Regions from separate parts of the Mus musculus genome. Here region 2 is linked to region 1. A link is a contact called in public Hi-C data. All regions are on one chromosome and are shown on one strand. Each heading gives the region's core, a stretch centred on a gene start, on an enhancer-like site or on the middle of the called end of the contact. The rest is flanking DNA. Distances are from core to core; before and after follow the strand shown. Region 1 has its middle 59 kb from the start of Gm46758. Region 2 has its middle 27 kb from the start of Gm13982.

Region 1 (5,090 bases), core at 1,414-3,913:
CTTATATATACCCCTGACTGGCCTTGAACTCCAAATCCTCCCTCTACCTTCCAAGGGCTAGGATCACAAGACAGGCAAACAGGACTTCCTGTGGGGAGCCTCAGTTCCCTGGTGGAAACTTGCTTTTGCTCTTGTCTTCACGTTTTCTGCTCTTCCCACTCTGACCCTCAGCCTCAGTGTGTAGAAGGGGAAGCTTACGCTGTGACCTTTGCTTTTCCGTTTACAGGGAGGTAGAATGCAGAGAAACAATTTTGGTCGCTTGTTGTAGGCAGGAACTATTGCTGAATTTTATCATAACTAGAATCTTGAGAAGACAAAACCTTTTGTGAAGTGTCATGGACTAGCTCTGTGACGTTGGAGGTCTCAAAAAGGATTGGTATTTTTATCCTCTGGAAGGAAAGCTGTGTTATTTGATGGTCCTCATTAATGCTGGTTACAGGCGTTTTCAGACCTAACCCTAACCCTCTGGTGTTCCCCAGACTGGGGACAAAGCAGGATTACATACAGGTCCTGGCTTTATAGTCATTGGGGTTAGTGACTGGGGCATGAATTGGTTCTTAAGAGCTTTGAGGGGTGACGTCATTCTGTATTTCCATCTGACCACTCATTACTGCTCTAATTACTTTCCAGTGTTCTCTTGTCCCTTCTGCCATGATGACTGGCGACATTTGAGGCAACCACTGTGGGATGAATGAAGAGACACCATGTAGAGTTTCCAGAGAATACAGGATATATATATATACATATATATATATATATATATATATATATATATATATATATATGGGTGAGCAGTAACTCTTTGTTATAAAGAAAATCTTGCTTTAAATTAAGCTTAATGCTGTCTACCTGACTTGATATAAATGATAATGAAGAAAACGTGGAGGTAAGCATTTACATGGGCTGGCTCATTTAAATCCTCACAAGAACAAAAATGGCTTTTATTTCCTCTGATTAATAGATGAGGAGTCAAATAACTTTTCAAACCTCTCCCATCTTGGAAATGGTAGGCCTGAACTTTGAACTCAAGGTTTCCCTGACAGAAAACCAAGGAACTATTATTTCCAGAGCATTCCTTGGAAGAGAAAATGCTAAGGCAGCCTAGGGAGTGGTAATTAATTTAGCACTTTGCATTCCGGAAGAAGCATTCCCGGGTAAATCAAGTCCTCTGTCAGCTCACCCCTCTGGGTAGGATGAGGTGTTCTCTCACCGGCAACCTGGTATCCGCCCAGAGCCTCCCGGTACCCGGGTTTGTTGCCCTGTGGCTGTGTAAACAACGTCTCTGCCTGGAAGAGCTCAGAGTCAGTTTTGGCCATTTAACCTATGTGTGACCCTGAAAATGTGAAAATGTTAATCTCAGTCTCTCTCAGCTTTGTTTCCTTTTTTTTCAGTGAAAGGGAGGAAGCTATAGAATCCAGTTCAGAGCCTACTGTGAGGAATTAGGGAGGCCCTGTGTAAAGCACTTGGAATTTTCTCTCCCCACCCCCATACCTTCAGAAATAACGAGTGCAGAGTCACTCTATCTGCTTGTGAACATTTTGAAGGTTTTCATTCCCCTCGAGAGGAAAGAGGTCTGTTTTGGAGAGAGGCCAGTGGTGTTCAAAATGCAGGAAGTAAAAGAAACATAGGAGCAATTCCCTTGCACTGGAGGAGAGCTCTCTTTTAGTATAAGCAGAAAAGCAAATTGACTTGGTGAATAATAATTTTTCTTGAAGGTTTTTTTTTTTAATTGTTGTGTTTTTTGAGTTTTGTTTTGTTTTGTTTTTGTCTTTTACTGAGATGAACCAGCTTCCGCCTGAGGTGAACAAATCCTTTCCCCTCTCAGATCTTATCGTTTCTTATCTGGAAGATGGATAGATTGGAGCCAGTCTCTCCAGTGTCTGGTGGCTGTTTGATCCTGCCATGCCCTGTTGCATCCGCCCGGGAGGAATGTGTCTGGAGCCTGTTTCTGTCTTGGGCTGTGAAACTCAGCCTGGAGGGGCTTCCTCAGAGTGAAGGAAAAGTGACCTAGCCTCACTTCTGTTTGACGTTAGAGTTCTGTAGCTTTCTTTGGTGGGGGGGTCTAACACGTGGGACCAAAGGAAAAGCGCATGGAGTCTGCAAACAGTTGTGGAACAAGTGCGTTTCCCCGCAGGCCAGCAGGGGAGAGGGAAAGGAAACAAAACAAGACAAAAAAAAAAAAAAAAAAAAACCACACACACACACACACACACACACACACACACAAAAGATGTTTATTGCAAAGCTACAGTCCCAGACTAACCTGGAGGGATGTTTGAATTCTGGAAAACCTTATGGATAAGCCTCGCAATTATGTACTTAGTCACAACCAGAGGGGAGGAACTTTGAAGGCACTGAATTGAAGAGACACAAAAGTCAGGAAGTGACCCTTTCGTGGGGACTGCAGAGGCCACAGAGGAGAAACAAAGTCCCTTCACAACCAGGGAAGACGGACCGTACCATCCCGGGGGGCCGGAGTGGGGAAGAGGGCGGTGGAAACTGACATCCTCGCTCTCAAGGAGCCGGCGAGGACACGGGATTTCCCGACTGAAAAGCCTCAGTGTTCGCCTGTCCCCGCACAGCCTCTCCCCCTCCGTGGAGGCCTGGGTCCGGCAGCCCGGGGGCGCCCTGCATCACCGCTCTGTGCGCGGGCGGGGCCGCGCTCCCCGGCCTGGAGATGGATGGCGTGCCCGAGCCAGCCCATCTGCGGCCGCGGCTGGTCCGGGAGGAAGCCGTCCCCGGGGATGAATGGGGCTTTGTTCGCTGCCAGCCGCGCTCCCCTCGCGGCCCGGCCCGGCACAACGGAGGCAGTATGCGACAGGCATGGAAATGAGCCGCGGGCTCTCCCCTCGCAGCGCCCAGGAATGCTGGCCAGCCGGAAAGGAGCCCTCGCTGGGGACCCGCTCCCGCGCCTCTGAAACCCCATTGAGAAGGGCTCTTTGAAGCAATTAAAGCGCGTTTCACGGCGGCCCGGGAGGGGGCCCTGGCCGTCCAGCTTCTCTTTTTACCCCTCTTCTCTGTCCGATCGTGTTTGTGCACCTTGGTGTGGCGGGTTACCTAGAAACCAGGCCAGAACCCGCTCCCTCTCTTGCAGAGATTCTGTAACCTCACAAAAGTGTCCCCATAAACAGATTGCTTGTCACCAGGGGGCGGGGGTGTGTGCGGGCTAGAACCCAGTTTGGACTTGCTCCAAGCTGACCTGCAGAGCCTGGGTTCCTGCTTTCAAAGGCTTCTTTGCTGGGCTCTGCACCCACCTGCCCTGCAGTCAGGTTTAGGCAGACAGAAATTGCCTCTAGATGAAAAAGTCCTGAGGCTGCGGCTCAGCATTTTCCATTTTCTCAGTGGTGGGGTGGGCCGCGTTCAGGTCTAGAAGTGATGTCACAACCAGCCCTGTAAAGTGATGTAACCTGCACTTGTTGAAGGACTAGGACCGGGCTATTTTGAGACTCTTGAGTTTCTTCCTTCCCCCCTGGAGAAAAGTGGGTGACTGGGCAACTCACAAAGCCGCTCTGGGTACAGCGGTTCTCATTTGTTACCGGGGAAAATCTTAAGGCTCAGGAACTGATTCCGTGAAGAAGGATGGAATTCCTTCTAAATTGGAGGTGGGCACCTTATATATATACCCATGGGGCAAGTGTGTGAACTGAAGGCCCAGTAACACCCATATAAAAAGATTTCATTGAGTTCTCTAGTTGATTTTATAGTGCTTTCTTTCCTCTAGGAGTTAAGTCTGTCTCTTCCCCAGCAGGTGCTTCCTAGAGAACAGGATTCTTTTGTTGTAGCTTTGCTTTGTTTGTTGTGTTTCTGAGACTTGGTTCTTGAATTTCCCTCTGTGGCCAAGAATGGTGGTATATTCCGGATCGGCCTGCCTCTACCTCCCAAGTGCTGGAGTTCAGGCGTGTGCTGCCTTGAGCATCATGATCTCTTTGGGGGGGGGGGGGTTGTTTGTTTGTTTTGTTTTGTTTAGAAGTATGGGAAAGGTTCTGTGTTCAGAGCAGGTCCTTAACAATACTTATGCTAGGCAAATACATTCAATGAAGGAGCGAATGAAGTCCGATCCTCTGTTTTGTTTGTTTTGTATAATTCCAAACGAGAAGTAGAAGTAGTGAGCACAAGGTGGTTCCTGGGCAAGGAAGACGTTGAGAAGTTTGAAGGGAAGGTTCGGGAACATTTTTGAGAGCACAAACATGCCTCAAATGTTTCCTGAAATGACCCAGAGGAGAGCAGGCACTCAGGTGGGGGACTCATTCTTTCCAAGTTTGGGGTTGGTTGGTTCTGGCTAACATGAATCATGTTTTACGTCAGTGAGGAGTGTACCCCGTCCATCATTCACTCTTTAAGCATGCCATGGAAACAGGATGGTCAGTCAGAGTCATGGTTGTGCGTGGTAAGCATCATTGCGGCTCATGTGCTACTCCAGTGTCTCCATGGTGATTGTTACCTGGGGCTTGGCTTATACTTCTATTAGGATATTTTTTCTTTGGGGCTTGGAATATATGATTTTTTTTTTTTCTGCACACACCACACACACACACACACCATCAGTCAGGAAGCAAATGAACACAAGATGGAAGAGGAGAATGCCCTACCTGAAGCATAATCCCAGCACATCTCTCTCTCTCTCTCTCCTCTCTTCTTACACACACAGATCAAGCAATGGGTAGTCCACTTCAAGAATGGTGCCCCAGTGTTTCCTTATTTACTAGGGCATAGTCTGACCACCAGCAGGTTGCTGTACACAATAACTTCCTTTCTTATCCTGGGGTTTCATCTGACGGCCATTCTGGTCTCCATTTTGCTTTTGTATAGACAGCCTCTCTGACAGCTGAGATCCTCTCAGCTTCATTCATTCTCTTTAGCCTTGTAGACACGACTGGCCAGCACAGCAAAAAGCCCCACAGACGAGGTACCTGGGCTAGAGCACAGGCCACACACTAGCAGTGCCCCTCACACAGAGACCTGGTGAGTGCTCTAGAAATCAAGTAATCCTGTTCCTTTCTGCCTTTCAGCTTGGTCATGAGCAGGCAGTGGTCTTAGCAAATATTAACAATCCAAATGTCAAATGCTGTGTGGTGGTACACACCAACAAT
Region 2 (5,090 bases), core at 1,516-4,015, 410 kb before region 1:
CACCTTGCTTAGCCCTTCCTTTCAGTTTAAATATGACTATTGGCTGTTCTGGGACATTCGTCATTAAGATTACTTTATACAATTCCCAAAGGAAACAAAATCTGATAATCTCCCTAAGTTTGAAGTTTTTACATTAAGTTTTAGAAAATTTTACTTACAATTCTAAGCCTTTATATACAAGAATAAAGTACACCCTTATAAATATTTTATAATTGTTGTTCCTAATAAGAATATAATATCTTCTCAATGCTCATTTTAGGTGTTTTTGTAATGAGAAGAAAAGTAATCTTTAGTATATATTTATGTTTATATGCGTATAGCTTTCTTCAATTCTAGCATTTTAATTGGACATTGCTTCTTTTTCATTGCTAAGTATTGATTGGGCCCTGATCATACAAAGTTAATTCTCTCCTACTGAGCGACATCTGCAGCCTTTAGTTTTTAGACAGAGTCTTGCTATGCCATCCAGGTTGATCTTGAACTCACTATGTAGCCTCACTGACCTTGAACTCATGGTTATCAGTCCTCTCCTTCCCAAGTGCTGAACTTGTACGTTGGTTTTCTACATATATGATTGCTAATTCAGGAGAAGAAATAACTTCATTTTTTCCAAATTCATACCATAGCTTTTGTTTTGTTTTTAAGGTGTCTTAATACTGCAATCTCAATGCAAATATTAAGTGGATATGCAGATTATGGGCAGTCCTAACTAGATTTCAACAGGAGTGCCTTCAGCCAGTTGCATAATTTGGGAAAGGATCCTGCCTCTGTCTAGCGTCTCATTTCCCATATATTGTTCACATGCTAAGAGCATCCCTGGGGGGTTCTCGGAAGTACTCTTCTGCAGGTCTCCAGGGAATGAGATGAGGAAGAAGAGGTGAGAGGCAGCGTGATGATTCAAACGCTTCTCTCCAGAGATGGGCGGATACATGCAGCAGGACCTGACTGTGAGCCACAGGGAGAGCCTAGACTATGGCCCAAGAAGGCTGGGTCATGTCGTAGTCCCCATCTGTCACCCACCCTCTGTCCTCCATAGGACCATTTACCTCTTTTTGTCCTTGTCATTTCATCCCAAACTCAACTTCTCCATTCTCAAGCCTGAACATAAAATATTTTTCTTTTCCATTTCCTTAAGGAATCCTGAAGTCTCACCTCTCTGCCTAATGAAAATCACATCCATGCGTGTTCCTCTGTCTCACTGCTTACTACAAACTTGACAAAGTCTCACAGCAGTGGACACGTCACTACTAATACTTGTACAATAGTAACTTGCCACAGACACTGCTCTGTGAGATCATTAGCCTTAGTCTTGGTTTCTTCGCTTGTTGCTATGATAACATATGCTAACAAAAGCAACTGAAGGACTGAAAGATTGACTTTGGCTCCCAGTGCAAGATCCAGTCATGGCAAGGAAGCCATGGCATCAGAAAATGGAAGCATCTGGCCACACTACATCCACAACCAGAAAGAAGAGAATGCTGGTGCTCATCTTATCTTGTCTTTATTCAGCCTGGGATCCCAGTCCAGGGAATGGTCCCACCCACAGTGGGCAGCTCTTTCTACATTAATTAGCATTAATTAATTAACCAACGTTATTCCTCACAGGCATGCTCGGAGGCCAACCTAATCTAGATCACTCCTCACACATAGGCTCAGAGATTGGCCTCCTAAATAACTTTATATCTTGTCAAGTTAACAACACTAGCCATTATATCCATCATGACAGAATTGCATCCTAAAGATGCAGTATTAACTTTTGTGTAACCACAGGCTTTTCTACCCACGCCGCAGTTTCCAAATAACAATGTGGAAGCTTATTTATTTATGAATAAATAACTAGACCATAGTTTGAGTTTGTTCCCTGACTAGCTCTTAACTTATATAATCAGTTGATTCTATTCTATATCTACCACAAGACTAGTTACTCCTCAGTTTCATATGCCATCTCCTCAAGACTGAGTGGCGAATCTTCCAGCACCTGAGTAACTCCCCAGAATCCCTGTCTCTCCCTCTCTCTCTCCCCTCTCTACGGGAACTCCCACCTCTTATTTCCTGCCTTTTGCTAACAGGCCAACAGCTTTTTATTGATAGGTGATGCTTCCACACAGGACACAAGATATTCTCCCTACACTTTTGCACTGCTGTTACTTGGAGCTTGGTCATTCTTTGTTGTAGAAACCTGTTATGTTCATGGCTAGATATCTAATAGCAACCTTGATTTCTACTCCTCACATGTCAGCAGCATCCTTCTTTCCAACTGCAAAAACCAAGCATGTCTACAAACTTGCTAAGCATTCCCATAATGTGGGAGAATAGAGGGACAACATAGTATTATAGAAGACTACTGGCCTCAGCAATACTCCCTGAATCACAACGTCTAGAACTGCCTATGTGTCAAACGGCATCTTTTAAAATCATTGCTTGAGTTCCATAGCACCTGCCCCTGCCACTTGCGACTTGGAAACTTCTTGAAATTGCTCTATCTTTCCTCTGCTCAGAGACCTTGACACACATGGCTTGCTCCTCCGTATGAACAGTTACCCATGTCTTCTGCTGAGGGATGATGGCTCAGAGATTCTGAAAGTTAATTTTGTTTCTGCCACACCATGGCCAGTTCACACCGATGTTCTTACACCCGTGTAACTTATTTTTAGCCGTAAGAGCGGGATCCTTTTTATGTAGTTTGCTGGTATAGCACTCAGCATGGTGTGACGTGTTCTTCGGTTCCTATTGACAAGGAGGGTGAGATATGTGCAGCTTTTAGAACTGCAGTTTTCAAGAGGAAATTAGTTTTCTCCCGGGCAGCCTGACACTGTAGATTTGGCTGATGATGTCATAGCAAACAACCTACAAACAAATATCTAATTTTAGAAACAAATAGGAGCTATCTATAGGTGAGCAATGATTTTCAAGTGGGTTGGTCAAGGGGAAAAACACTCTGCTTTTAAACGTCAGCAAGGAAATTCCCATTTCACCCAGTGCCTTGAAGCTGGGCCCCTTGCCAAAATGGAAATTCTGCGTCACTGTCAGCAACTGAGGGATGGGGTTTTGATGAATTTTTAGCCCGTTGAAAATGACAACCCATTTTTATATGACGCAAACACAGATTCCATTTAAAACACAAAACCTGAAGCAAGCATCCTTAGGATTACAGAAACAAAGAGATTTCAACCAGGATCTTGAAAATACCAATCAGATGATAGGTAACCTAGCAACAGTGATGGTGGTAAAAGCCACATGCTGAGAATGTGAGGTTTTCCTCCAGAGACACGGACAGGTCTCCGTGTGTGTGTGTGTGTGTGTGTGTGTGTGTGTGTGTGTGTGTGTGTGTGTGTAAGGCCTCCTTGATGTTCTGAAAGGGGTCTGTCACTGCTGTTAAATTTTCGCTAAGAAAAATCAGAAAGGCTAAGCTGTCCTTGGAGGAAGGTCTCATGGGACAGATGACTTGGCTACCAGCAGCTGGGACTGCAAGAAGGATGCACCCACAAGCTCTTAAAGAAGTTGAGCTGCATAGTCCCTGGCTAGGGACATACATTTTTCTTTCAGTAGGCATTCTGGGGCCATGTCCCATTGCTTCTGACAGCCAGGGTCACGCCTGGGCTGCTGCCACTGCTACTGACAACAAAGCTTACGGAAAAGAAGGACTGATGGAGACAGTGTAGCCCAGAGCTCTCAGAGCTCATGGTTAAGCCTTGCTCTTTAAAGAAGCCAATGGCTGAGCATAAGAGGCAAGGTAAGGTAAGATACATATATCATGGTCATCTTAGTCAGGGACCAGCAAACCTTTTACTTTTTAAGGTCCAGGAAGTAAATGCTTCAGACTTTGAGGGCCAGTGATCTCTGCTGCAACTACTGAACTCTGCCAGTGTGCACTACAGCAGCTGTAGACATTACAGAAAAGAATAGGTATTCAATATTTCCAAATAAATTATTGTTTACAAAATAGATGGCGGACCATATGTAGCTCAAAGCCTACAGTATACTGGCCCCTAGTCTGTTTGTTTGTTTGTTTGTTTGTTTTAATGTATATCTGTGTTTTGCCTGCATTCATGTACCACACATGTGCAGTGTCTGAGGAGGTCTGGAGAGAGCCCTGGAACTGGAGTTATAGACCATTGTGAGCCACCCTGTGGGTCCTGGGAATCAAGCCGAGAGGCTATGGAAGAAGAGCCAGTGTTCTTAACTGCTGAGTCCATTCTTCAGCCCCTGGCTCTGATCTTGATGACTGATGTCACACAGAGAAAGCCATCCCCATCTAGACAGGCTGCTCCTTGCAGCCTCTGATCTCCTGGGTGGTCCAAGTCCTCTTCCATTCCTTACTCATGCTCCTTCCTGACCTAGTCATATCTTTATCTACCAACTAGTTTCCACTATCCCTCCTTAGGATATACAATTAGACCATCAGCTCGAAGCCCTTAACAGTACCCCAGTAGTTAAAAATACAGACATTGGATACAGCTTTCAAATATGTTCAGTTGGACCTCCTAGTTTTATGTCATTGTTCAAGCTTCAGTTCTGTCAATGTTTCAATCATAGTCCAGTGGCTCCCCTATCAATGCTTTCTCAAAAGCAATCTATCTCTATAGAGCTGAATTGAAGTTCTTACATTCGCCCAATTGTCTTTTCTCAAGCCTGGTCTGTATCTGTGCCAGCCTAACAGAGAGTCCAGTGGAGAAAATGGTGCCCTCATTCTCAGGAAGGCCCATGTCATGATGACCATAGTCACTGCTCCACATCTAGGCTGTGCTTCTCCCTCGGGCAGTGGTGCTGATCAGTGACACCCAATAGAATCACTAAGAAACTTCCCACACACAGACCCACCCAGAACAATAATCCAGAACCTGCAGCAACGGGCCCCATGTCTCTCTGTGTTCTAATGTCCCCAGGTGATCCTACCACGCAGCCAGCATTACACAACCACTCTAACACCCACATGAGCCACACACACTACTCTTCAGGGTTCGTGTTCTATAAAATGATGCTTCTCATTCTTTGTGCACCCACAGAGGAGCTGGTGATTCTGCATCTTTATGTGGCTGGGCCTTCAATTCTACAGTAAAACAAGCTTTAGGGATGGGCATGGTGATGTA

The links. Hi-C and Micro-C count contacts between places; a contact is called where the count stands out from the background.
Region 2: a Hi-C map of cortical neurons shows a contact between it and region 1, with 4 times the contacts expected there. The contact joins two enhancer-like sites. A contact is called at or near these places in 1 of 39 promoter capture datasets (neural stem cells) and 1 of 484 Hi-C or Micro-C datasets (cortical neurons).

Annotation. Positions count from the first base shown.
Region 1 is chr2:116,973,469-116,978,558 of GRCm38.p6, reverse strand. No RefSeq gene overlaps it. Among named protein-coding and RNA genes, the nearest start is that of Gm46758, 59 kb to the right of the region's middle. Within about 2 kb of position 2,663, at least 300 of the 459 cell types and tissues checked have an H3K27ac peak or open chromatin away from gene starts, as enhancers often do. A contact at or near this core is called in cortical neurons, where this site is marked.
Region 2 is chr2:117,388,151-117,393,240 of GRCm38.p6, reverse strand. No RefSeq gene overlaps it. Among named protein-coding and RNA genes, the nearest start is that of Gm13982, 27 kb to the left of the region's middle. Within about 2 kb of position 2,765, at least 31 of the 459 cell types and tissues checked have an H3K27ac peak or open chromatin away from gene starts, as enhancers often do. A contact at or near this core is called in cortical neurons, where this site is marked.